Regions from separate parts of the Gasterosteus aculeatus genome. Here region 2 is linked to region 1. A link is a contact called in public Hi-C data. All regions are on one chromosome and are shown on one strand. Each heading gives the region's core, a stretch centred on a gene start, on an enhancer-like site or on the middle of the called end of the contact. The rest is flanking DNA. Distances are from core to core; before and after follow the strand shown. Region 1 overlaps cep76 (centrosomal protein 76). Region 2 overlaps ncalda (neurocalcin delta a).

Region 1 (5,675 bases), core at 1,171-3,670:
CCTTGCATTTAGGTTTGTTGCATCAAAGATGGGTCACAACTTTCTTTACAATCAATAATAAAAAATGGTAATCATAATCCCTAAGTTCTCCTTTGTGTAACGATTATACGATGAATGTGTTTCTAAATAGGTTTATTCACAGAGTGAGTAAGTCGGTGGTGTTTGGCCTGCTCCTTGTCACCAATTCTATTTGTGGTATAAGCACCTCTAAATCTGAGGCTGTGGTTCTCAGCAGGAAACCGATGGATTGCTACCCGAATTAGTGAAGGAGTTCAAATATCTCAGGGTCTTGTTTGCGAGTGAGGGGAAGATGGTGCGGAGTAGAGCTGCTGCTCCTTTGCCTGGAGAGGAGCCAGTGGAGGTGGTTTGGTCATCTGGTAAGGAAGCCCCCTGGGCGCCTCCTTAGGGAGGTGTTCCAGGCACGACCAGCTGGGAAGAGGCTCCGGGGAAGACCCATGACTAAGTAGAGAGATTATATATCTACACTGGCCCAGGAACACCTTGGCATCCCCCAGTCAAAGGGGAAATTTGGGGCTTGCTAGAACAAAAAAAATATTTTACAAAAATTGTGCAACACTAACAGTTGTATCTGTTTCGCAGCAGTAAATCTGTCTGCATATGGTTGTAATATATGTAGCTACTTACCATTTATGTAACCTGTGTGTCTCCAGGAAGTGAATGCAAAGTGCCAGCTGGTGTTCTGACCATCAGTCTAGAGCTCTACCCTCCTCTCACTGAGGCTCTGAGCGCCGCCGTCATCAGCACACAGGTCAGCAGCCCGGAATCTCTGCCACTGCGTTCTATTCGCCCGCCTCTGTGTTCTTGAAACAAACGCATGCAATAAGGACTCATCGATGCTGAGCCTCGATCTTCTGCAGCGCCGATGTGGAGCCAGCATTGTAAGAGAGACAAGGGAAGCCCTGCATGTAGTGACCGACGTTACTGTGTAAATCTCATTCAGCAATCACTGGAGAGGCAGAGGACGGCGGAGAAGGAGAGGCTCTTCTTGGTTTATGCCAAACAGTGGTGGAGGGAGTTTCTGGAGATCCGCCCATCAAACCAATCCAAAATGGTCAAGATCTTTGCGCAGGTTGGTGCAAATAGAACCGCGGTGTGACGCGATTTTGCGTGGTTTGAAGGACATTCGTGTCTCGACTTATTTATTCTTGCAGATAAGAACAGACTTGCAGATATGTGCAGACGCTGTTCCTCAGACCAACCTAATGGATTGGTTTTCCTGCTTTAGTGTGTAGTGGTGTGGGGGGAGGATTGCTCATATTCTTAACCAGTTTAAGGATTATTGAATCCTGAAGTTCTCAAATTCATATCTGCACTAATTCCTCCCTGTGTGTGTTTTTCTCCGCAGGACGAGAACGGCATCAACAGGCCGACTTGTTCTTACGTGCGTGTCCTGCGAGCCGGCCGACTTCTGGAGAGCCCACGACAGGCGGCCCGCTTCGTCAGCCTGCTGGCCCACGAGAAGGCCCCCGTAGTGGGGGGAGGAGGCAAGCAGGAGCAGTGGTGCACGTTAATGGCGTTCCTGTGTAGGGGGAAGGTAAGGAGAAGAGAATGCACCGACTGCTGCTGGATCTGGATGGTCAATGACAACACAAAAGTTCCCATTAAAGCAGGGGTAGGATTTATTTTTGTCCTTTTGCAAAATAACCAGAGCGCCAGCTGTTGAGGATATAAACAAGTGTAGATGTTTGTATTTGTACCCCAAGGATATGGGAATTGTTTAGCAATAGGCTAAACTATCGCAACCTTTTCTCTCCATGTCTCTTCCAGCTAAGCCTTCTGCTAAAGGCTTAACCTTAGCAGTTCACAGAAGGCTAAACTACTAGCAATGTCCAAAACAACACGGGAAACATCACACTCATCACTGAAAAGACTCCCAGTTCCAACTTTCAAATCAAAGGTTTAGAATAGTGTAAAAAGAACCATAATCATGAACGCATGATACAGATCTGCAATGCATGAATGCAATGTAACACACCCCCATCTAACCTCTGCCTGCCCCCGCTAGCTATTATAAAAGCGATTTGTTCCAAGAGTCAGAAAGCGTCACATCAAACTCGGCCCAGCTGCGTTTACATTGACTCCGTTTCTGAGCACAGCCGACGCTGTCATTTCTGAGAAAGAGGGATTTGGGCCGAGTCGACTGACTGATGCCTTTTCATCTCCGCGAGATAGCAGGGAATTTCCCAGACCCACCACAGGATAAATGTTCCCCGCCTCTTCTCGGTGAGCGGCTGGCAGGACAGACACAACGCAACTCTGGCAAAGTGGCCCGTGGCAGCTGTGATTTACGAGTTTCATTCCGGGGGAAAATTAATTTAGCCTCATCAGTCCCCAGCCTGCTCCGAGGCTGCCGTCCATATTAGCACTTCTGGGGAACATCTATCATTGGGACTTGTCAGTAGCCCAGCCAGCATGCGGCGTGCAGCAGCAGCACAAACCCGGCCTCTTTACCGGAAAAGCTGTGCGGGTGGAAGGAGAGTTGCTTACTGCCACAAGCCATCTCCAGCAGACTCTTCATGTCTGCGTTCAACACTTGAAAGGCAAACAGAGCCGAGCAAAGCGGATATTGTATTTCTCTTTAAACAGACTCCTAATTCATCATGCAGTGACATTATGGATTAGACAAGCAGATGGGATGAGGATGCTTGAAATCTGTGTAAATACAGTGGTTTGTAATATGGAAATATGGAAAATAAGGTTTTAGTAAGCATTTGCCATATCAAATCTGAATATCTCATGAACAAATCCTAAAATAAAAAATAAATAAAATACATTTAGGTTAATGCTCGACTACGCCGTTGCACATTTTGCAAGCTGTGCAGCTCTGAACCCAATTGACTTAAAACACAGTCGGTAATGTAGTTGCACATTTCAAACTGGTTTCCAGGGGGACTGCGAGGACCACGCCGCCCTGCTGTGCAGCCTCCTGCTGGGCTTCGGCCTGGATGCGTACGTGTGCGTGGGCACCAAAGCCAAGGGGACGCCGCACGCCTGGGTGCTGACCCGCGGCGCCGACGGGAGCATCACCTTCTGGGAGAGTCTGACGGCACACAGGTCCTCCTTCCTTTACGTCGATGTTCACAGCTGCTTTCTCTGCTCCTCCTCATATTCACATGTCGACGCGACACGTACTACGTACACTGTGTGGGGGATCATGTGAACTGCATTGCATTTATTCTTATTCATTTCACACATTTCAAACATTCTCTTGGCTGGAATGTTTTGTCCAGTAAATGTTCTTTTGTCCTTTACTCACTGATCCTCTCATGAAGATAGAGTTGGTTTTCTGTTACTTATCAGTAGTGACATCCACTTGGTACTTAGCAAGCGGTGTCATCCACGAGCTTTTTTATATCCTAAAATATTTTAGTGGAAATTTGACATGCCTGTTCAAAACACACTTTTACTGTGACACTTTTTTCATTTGAATCCTTCTTTATGTTTTTCTGACTCGGCATTGTGTCTGAAGACAAACAGCTGCTCGTGGATTAAAAAGTGCTTGTTTTACCCACTGAGAGGCTCTGGTTGTGATCATACGTGTCAATACGGAAAGAGGCTTGTCAGGACTTACCGAAATATCCCAAGATTGTGGGAAAGTGCTTAATCCGATGAGAACAGAAAGCCTAGTGTTGTCTAAAAGATTTTCATCGTCATGGTTGAACGTTTGGGTGATTTGAACGAGGATGAGCGTCCGTATTTCTGTATTTTATCGTGCTGCACTAGTTTTTGCTGTTGAGTTGTACTGATAATGGCAATTTAATCACTGGTAAATGAATAAATTTGAGCCACAGTATCGCAGGATGATGATGATGATAATAATGATCTTCTATCTGTTTTGTTAATCTGTTGATCAGCCTCCATGTCCCATTCGTATGCTCAGATACCTGCACCGGGCCATAGACCCGGACGCCCCGCCGCTGGCCCCCCAGCCCAAACCTTCGTCCCCCTACCGCACCGTGGGCTGCGTCTTCAACCACCTGACCTTCCTGGCCAACTGCCAGCCGTCCGACGCCGTGGAGCTTTGTGTCTTTGACCTGCAGGTAGGAGAACGCCGTCGCTCACATCTTATATGTCCATTGTTTTTTATTGATTATTCGCATGATGGTTATTACAGACGTTTCCTCTGCCAGCTAACGGTCAGCGACCGGGTTTGGTGAAGTGAGTCTTGTGATATTGACGCTGCAAACACTGCCAGAGAGATCTAGTGAGTGGTAAACGGATTGTATTTGTACTGCGCTTTTCAAGTCTTCTGACCACTCGAAGCGCGTCCTCATTCAGCCACTCATACACTGACGACAGGCGCAACCACACCCGGTGCCACCTGCCTCCAGTAACTAACATCCACACACCGTAGTCACAGCTAAGGGAGTTACAAGGACACGCTGACATGCGGATTAGCAGAGCTGGGGATCGTACTGCCAATCCTCTGATTGAAGGACGACTCTCCGCTCACCCACAGTCGCCCAAATTGGAATGGACAGCGTGAGTCAGACAGCCTGGAGCAGTGAGTGGTTTCCAGGGAAATTAAATCTGCACCAGTTCCATTCATCAGCAGCTGGTGGTCCTGTCGTGTTCGCCTGAAGGCAGGCAGCGGCTACACTGAAATGGTTCTTTTTCTAGTCTAGATAAGAGCTTTTTTTCCTCCAGAATCAGTCTCGGTGGAAGGCAATGAGTGAAGAAGCTCTGAAGACCGTTTGCGCCCCGGGCTCCACCACATCTCTGCCCCCGCTGCCTCCTCTCTGTGCCCCATCTCTGGATCCAGCTGCTGCCAGCAACCAGCTGGAGCTGGAGATGCGCTTGCTGGTCTCTGAGCACAGGAAGGTAAGACTCCGAGCTGGACGGGATGAGGACATTTAATGCCTGTGTGTTTCATGTGTGAGTGACCGAGAAGTGTCCCCACTCCAGGACCTGGAACTGGCGACGGTGTGGGACGACCACCTGTCCTATCTGCTGTCCTCTGCGCTGTCGGCCTACGAGCTGGAGCGCTGCACCGGCGTCTCGTGCGGCAACGAGGAGTTCCAGGACGCCGTGAGGAGGGCGGTGCCAGACGGACACACCTTCAAAGGCTTCCCCATCCACTTCTTGCACCGCAACGCTCGCAGGGCCTTTGCTACCTGCCTCAGGTGAGCCGGTGGTGGGGGTGGGGGGGGGGAGAATCCCTCAATCTGATTGGTCAACCCCATTCAGTGGGAAGGCTGTGGAAACATTTGGGGAGATTGTGTAAAGTAGCCCGCTCGAGGCCCAGCACTGCAAACAGCCGCTTTGCCCCGTGAGACACTTGTTTGCACTATACTTGACTTAAGGCAGCAAATCCCCACCAGCTGCAGCGCATTGCAGCAGATCCTCAACTAAGAGCTCAAGAGGGAGACGTAAATCTCCTTATAGGAGCAACATTCCACGTCTCCGTTACAAATCCTGCCCGTGTTGGACGCACAGTGCTGCGGCTTCCCAGACAGAGTCCAGTGTGGACTCTGGCCCTGCAGATGTTCCTGCTCGTTATAAAGTCAAGGGATTATCAAAGGAGGGAATAAATGGCAAACAAAGGTAAAATATCAATCAAGGGCTTATTTGCTCGGGCTGTATTCTGCGTATTGTGTGCATGTTGAAACAAACCTTGGACCATCGTAAGCAAGTTGATTAATCCTTTGAATTGG
Region 2 (5,799 bases), core at 3,211-5,710, 180 kb after region 1:
CACACATACATCACAGCCTCTGACTCTGTGGATTTAAGTGGTCTGTGTAGTCATGCGTATGAGTAGCAATCTCCGCCAGGAAGCGTATCAATGGCTGCGAGATTTTGCCGAATGTTACTATGGTAACTGCAGCAAAATCGCTTCATAAGAGAGCAAATTGTCCATGTGTAGGATGAAATATTATGAAGAGGATGGAAATGAGGCCAGGCATGGAGGAAGAGTTTATGAATGGGATAATGTGAGTGGGATGGAGGGATTAATGACAGCTGAATACGGGAAGAGATGAAACGTCTTGTTCTTCATTCTGCTATATGTCTTTCTGACTGCTTCAGTCTCCTCACCTCTCTCCTATGAGTGAGATGATTCACACACACCATTAACTTTGTCCCAGTCTCAGCCTTTCATTGTGTGTTTTACATAAGCCTTGATGCATGTCCATAGAGGTGGGGGAGGGGGTTGTGTGTGTGTGTGTGTGTGTGTGTGTGCGTGTGCGTGCGTCGTAAAGCTGAAGCAGCTGGAGGTTTTTACTTTAAAGCAGAAGCTGCACAGGAAAGACATCAGGTTGTACCTCCAGCACAAGAGCTAAGTAATGTGGCTAAAAATGATTGATATTGTGCTAGAAGTAGCAGTTTGAAGGGCTCAATTACAAACCCATTGAAATTCCTATTTTCCCATCTGAGCTCTTTGTCATTTCATGCCTTCCTTGTAGCTAATTTATCCCCTTACCATCTGATGAAAAAAATACATCTATGTCACCACTTCAGTAGGTTTGCAGTTGGCTGAACATGTCATCAGGAGCATCACTGTGTGCGTGTGCGTGTGCGCGTGCGCGTGTGCGTGTGTGTGTGTGTGGGGGGCGGGGGGGGGGGACCGGAAATGGAGTGTAACGTCCATTGTGTCCAGGCCATTGTGACATCGTAACATGGTCATTGTGGGTCAGGAATCACAGCTTTGTGAGCGAGTGATCTTCTGTTGTGGCGCTGGACCGAATCATGGTCCTGGATCCCGTTAGTTAAGAGTCAGGTGTCGTCGCTCTAAAGTCAAGAGTTGCTTTTACTAACTCAATCAACCCTGCAGTCATGCCATTTCATCATCTTGCACGAGAGGACTAGTTGTTCTCAAAACTGTGCTATTGCAATATCAATATCACAACCTGGACTGACAGTGACAAGTTATTTAAAGAACTCATCTTAGACTTGAGAACCTCGGAGGGCCGTTTTTCACTTTTCTGACTCACCCCTGTGCTTCCACTTGCTTTGTTTGTTTTTTTTTACAGTAAATCCGTCAGAATCTTACAAAATACAGTGCTAACTATTTTTTGGCTATACCGGCCAGCCCTATGTTGTTGTTCAAATGCGGAAGTCTGTGGTAGTTTAAATAATTAAACATAATTCCGTACATTCCATTTATTTGTGTTCCACTCGAGCGTTGCTGATTGCCGGCTTATTCTACAATCTGAGGGCACTCAAGCTTTTCCATCTGACTCTGAGTGGATAATTCCACACTGATAAGTCATCAATTCTCAAATATCACTGCTCACATGCTGGAATTTCTACACAGGCAAAGCCGCGGTTGAACCTTGGCGTTGGTAAATTGAATACCTGTGTAGTAACTTGTTTTGTCATTCCTCTATACGAGATCGTAGTCGGCGACTCCGACACCGTAGCGACATGTTTCGCTTCCTGTTTGTGTCATCGGCAGATACCAAGCAGACACTTTTCTTACTGTGGCACTTGTCCCTTTTGTCCGCCCACCTCTGTCTTATTTAACTTTGACACTCGTTATAATTATATATATATATATATAAGATATTTTCTTCATCTTTTTTTTTTTAATCTACAATAAACCATATGTTTTTTATTTGAATTTCATTTCAAAATGTAGTACTTCAAACTTCACGCTGCCATTTCAAGCAGCAGCCAATCACAGACTGGGCACTGCCCTGTATTTTGTACATATTCCACCACACTGTACATACTCCTTTCACTTATTTAATTTAATATGTTCTGCTCTGCCATTTTATTTTATTTTACTGTGCCGTGTATATATTGTGCATTTTTCATTTCTCATTTTATTTACTGTATTGCTGCTATTGCACACAAATTTCCCCTTGTGGATTAATACAGTGTATATCTATCTATCTATCTAATGCAACAAATGTATTTTCCCTGAGGGGTTTTTATTACATATTTTATCACATTAAAATTCAAACATGGATTATAGAGCTTTATCCTGTTCATAAAGATCTATGTGACAAACACGGATACGCTAGTTCCAGGAAGAGGATTGAGAAACCGTGTGTGGTGATGATTCCAAATGTTGATTCTTGAGAGGCTTGGCTTCAATATAATTCGTCTGCACCACCTTTTCCTTCCAGTGAAAGCGGAGCAGATATTTTATAGACCAATCAAATCCTTGCTGGGCATATGCTGTTGTGTGTACTTGGAGTACACAATACTGTTTTCACTGGACAGTTCAAATAGTGTGTAAATTGGGACGGATTTTAGTCCTGATAAGCATAACGTTTGGAAAATAAATTGTTGAAGCCACTATAGGAAACAGCAGCAGTCACTGAAGGTTCACAGTAAAGTAGGATTTAATCAGCACACTCTAATGCAAAACAGTGAAATGATATATTCGTGGGTCCGGCATATATTCAGAAATACTGTATTACAACAAAACAAAATAATGCCCTTTCCATGCATTCCATCCATGCACAGGAACTCTCAATGGCTTCAAAACGGATCCATTTGTCCTCGTTTTAATCTAAGTTCAAAAGGAAGTTTATTTTTATTCCTCATTTGGCATGTTTGGAGGAAACCCCTCTGAAACATCTTTATAGAATTAAGCAAGTAATTATTATTTCGAAGGTCCATACATTAAAATCTTGGGTCATGAGCAGATTATCTTCTTCTCATCTCTGTCAGCTGTGTGACCCAAGAAATTCCTCCGAGTACTATATTGCTCTGTAAACTGTGTTTACTTCATCCTAACAACTTCACCTCCCTCTGTCTCCCAGCTGAGAGCCGAGTGACCGACAGGACGGACAGACATGGGGAAGCAAAACAGCAAGCTCCGCCCCGAGGTGATGCAGGACCTCCTGGAAAGCACCGACTTCACCGAGCACGAGATCCAGGAGTGGTACAAGGGCTTCCTGAGGGACTGCCCCAGCGGGAACCTCTCCATGGAGGAGTTCAAGAAGATCTACGGCAACTTCTTCCCCTACGGAGACGCCTCCAAGTTCGCCGAGCACGTCTTCCGCACGTTCGATGCAAACGGCGACGGGACGATAGACTTTCGGGAGTTCATCATCGCACTGAGCGTGACTTCGCGCGGCAAGCTGGAGCAGAAGCTGAAATGGGCATTCAGCATGTACGATCTGGACGGAAACGGGTACATCAGCAAAGCCGAGATGCTGGAGATTGTGCAGGTGAGTGTGAATGGAGGCAGTAGGACACATACACAAACACACTGATTGTTAAACATCTGTATATGCGGTGCTGCAATTGTATCCATGACACACTCTTTATAGAATAGGAAAAGCAGTACCGGCACTTTAAGGACAGGAGGCATCTCAGACACAGACACTTAGGTGTTAAGATTAATGGAATAAAAGCTGTTTTGGAACCTGTCATTTCCATAACCTCTTAAATGTGACTTTTAACTGGAAATAAAAATGCTGCTCTCCACCATTTCACTTCCCCATATGGAACTACAGCTTCACTTCAATCTCTGTTTGTATATGTTGCTCAGTTGTGGGTCTTTTCAAAGGTCAGCTTGTAGCCTGCATTAACCTGCTGTTTTGTGAGGTACTTGGTTTCCTTCGTCGTGGCCTAATGCAACCTAATTCTCAAAATATCAGGAAGGAGGTTTTGCATTAAATCCCTGTCAGTGTTAAAAGCCCGGCATGCTAAACTGCTGTTATTTATTAACCTAATAAAGGTGAATGTCAACTGAAATGCCCAACGGCCTCTGTGCGCTTTTAAACATTCTAACCAACATCGGATTCCCAGAAGAAAAAAAGATTAAACTGACACAAGCAATTTGATAAAAACCTGCTCATTTTGAAATGAGACATTAGTTCATTTTCTGTTTCTAACAGGATTGAATCCCATGTCTTTGTCCATGGAATGTTTAGCAGCTACACTTAACGTTTACGCTCTAAGACTTGAAAAATGCTGTGCGGTGCAGCAGGGCTCATTGGACTTTATTAAAAGGGGAGAGGGGGAGCTTCTCATGCAGACAGGCTATGAAGATGTACGCTCCACATTTGTGGAGCAGCTAGTTGATAACGTATGTGTCACCTAGTTTCCCTTCCTAATGTGCAGATTACTTCAGCACTTAAGCTCACCAACCAATTGTTGTGGGCTGTGATCTCCCTCTTGAACCCCTACCGGCTGTAGATGTATTATAACGCTGCATCGTTTTGGACAGAAAAGAGGAGGTACGTCACCTGAACAACCAACTGCTGACGAACGCCCACAAACGTGCAGCAACACAAGCTGTCGGAATGTAAGACTGCACTGCTTTAAAACCACAGATTCACAGTGCAGCGTGCTTAATGCTGAATTCATTTGAAAGCATAAGGATTCATCATTTGTCTGATTAGTATATATGTAGTTATATATACTTTGCTCTTCCATTGACTTGGTCGGTATATCATTGTTACACAAGCACACTTTTATGATACATTACAATATGAAAGTACGCTGCATCACATTTGCCCACTTGGCGTAGCACCATGGTTAAATTACCCCCCCCCACTCTCCCACCCCCACCTTCAGTCACTACATGACATAAACCTCTGCCCACTTTCGCCTCGAAGGTGCTGCTGTTCCCAAGGACGGCCGCCTACGTAAGAAAAATGCCGCTCTCTGGCTGTGCGCAGGGCTCATCCGTTGGTATTTCGGTCTTTAATGAGCGAACAAGTGTGTTTGTTATTGCTTTGAAGGCCATAATTAGTGCGGGTTGGTAAGGGCTCAGAGATGTTGTGTAGATGCGATGGAGGCTTTTAAAATGCAGCAGCAGCAGGAGCTGTGTTGCTATTCATTCGATTAGACTCACTCCCCATTCCTCACTGCTCAAGTGCATTTTCAGACAGACACACAGAAGCACATCTACTCCCCCTCTACATTTGGCTAGCTCACTCTCCCCCCTCAGAGCCACGCACCCCCACAGAGAGAGTGCAGGCTTAAGAGGAAAGTTTCAGGCAGCGCTGACTTTTGTAGAGTGACTGCCGGAGTTGAAATTAAGCCTGAGCTCAGGGTCTTTGAATAAAGTCTGCAGCTTAATGTGATCACAGTGAATGTTTCAGCGATATCAGAGGGCAGATAGCCAGTGGATATCTTGAATATCTTGGATATCCTGGTGCGTATCTGTACTTATTTTGTTGCAGAATGATTCTAATAAAAGAGCTCCTCCTGGTGCTTTTGTGAGGTCACACATTTGGAACACACATTGCCTTCCACCCCCCCAGAGTCAAGTCAATACTTGGTAGAATCCCCTTTCTCTGCAACTACAGCTGCATCTCCTTTGGGGTATGTCTCCACTAGCTTCATCTAGAGAAGGAAATGTTTGTCCATTGAAAAAGCTAAAGCTCATATTGGACTTTGACTGGGCGATTTTAAACCATTAGCATGCTTTGATCTAACCCATTCCATCGTAGCTCTGGCTTTATGTTTAGGCTCATTGTCCTGCTGGAAGATGAACCTGCGAGTCTCAAGTCTTTTGCAGACTGCATCAGATTTTCTTTAAGAATAGTTCTGTATTTGACTCAGGAACATTTATTGCCAAAATATA

What was found. Hi-C and Micro-C count contacts between places; a contact is called where the count stands out from the background.
Region 2: a contact with region 1 is called in a Hi-C map of skeletal muscle, with 3 times the contacts expected there. The contact joins two enhancer-like sites. A contact is called at or near these places in 5 of 6 Hi-C or Micro-C datasets (liver, skeletal muscle, tail fin and 1 more).

The regions. Positions count from the first base shown.
Region 1 is chr20:18,707,056-18,712,730 of fGasAcu3.hap1.1, forward strand. It overlaps cep76 (centrosomal protein 76), which reads left to right. Exons shown (of 13, transcript XM_040164250.2): 6 at 672-769; 7 at 962-1,090; 8 at 1,367-1,555; 9 at 2,909-3,075; 10 at 3,902-4,061; 11 at 4,669-4,842; 12 at 4,927-5,144. Among protein-coding and RNA genes, the nearest start is that of cep76, 5.2 kb to the left of the region's middle. Within about 2 kb of position 2,421, at least 1 of the 9 cell types and tissues checked has open chromatin away from gene starts, as enhancers often do.
Region 2 is chr20:18,880,076-18,885,874 of fGasAcu3.hap1.1, forward strand. It overlaps ncalda (neurocalcin delta a), which reads left to right. Exons shown (of 6, transcript XM_040164682.2): 3 at 3,020-3,430. The coding sequence starts at 3,053. Among protein-coding and RNA genes, the nearest start is that of LOC120810272, 20 kb to the right of the region's middle. Within about 2 kb of position 4,461, at least 2 of the 9 cell types and tissues checked have open chromatin away from gene starts, as enhancers often do.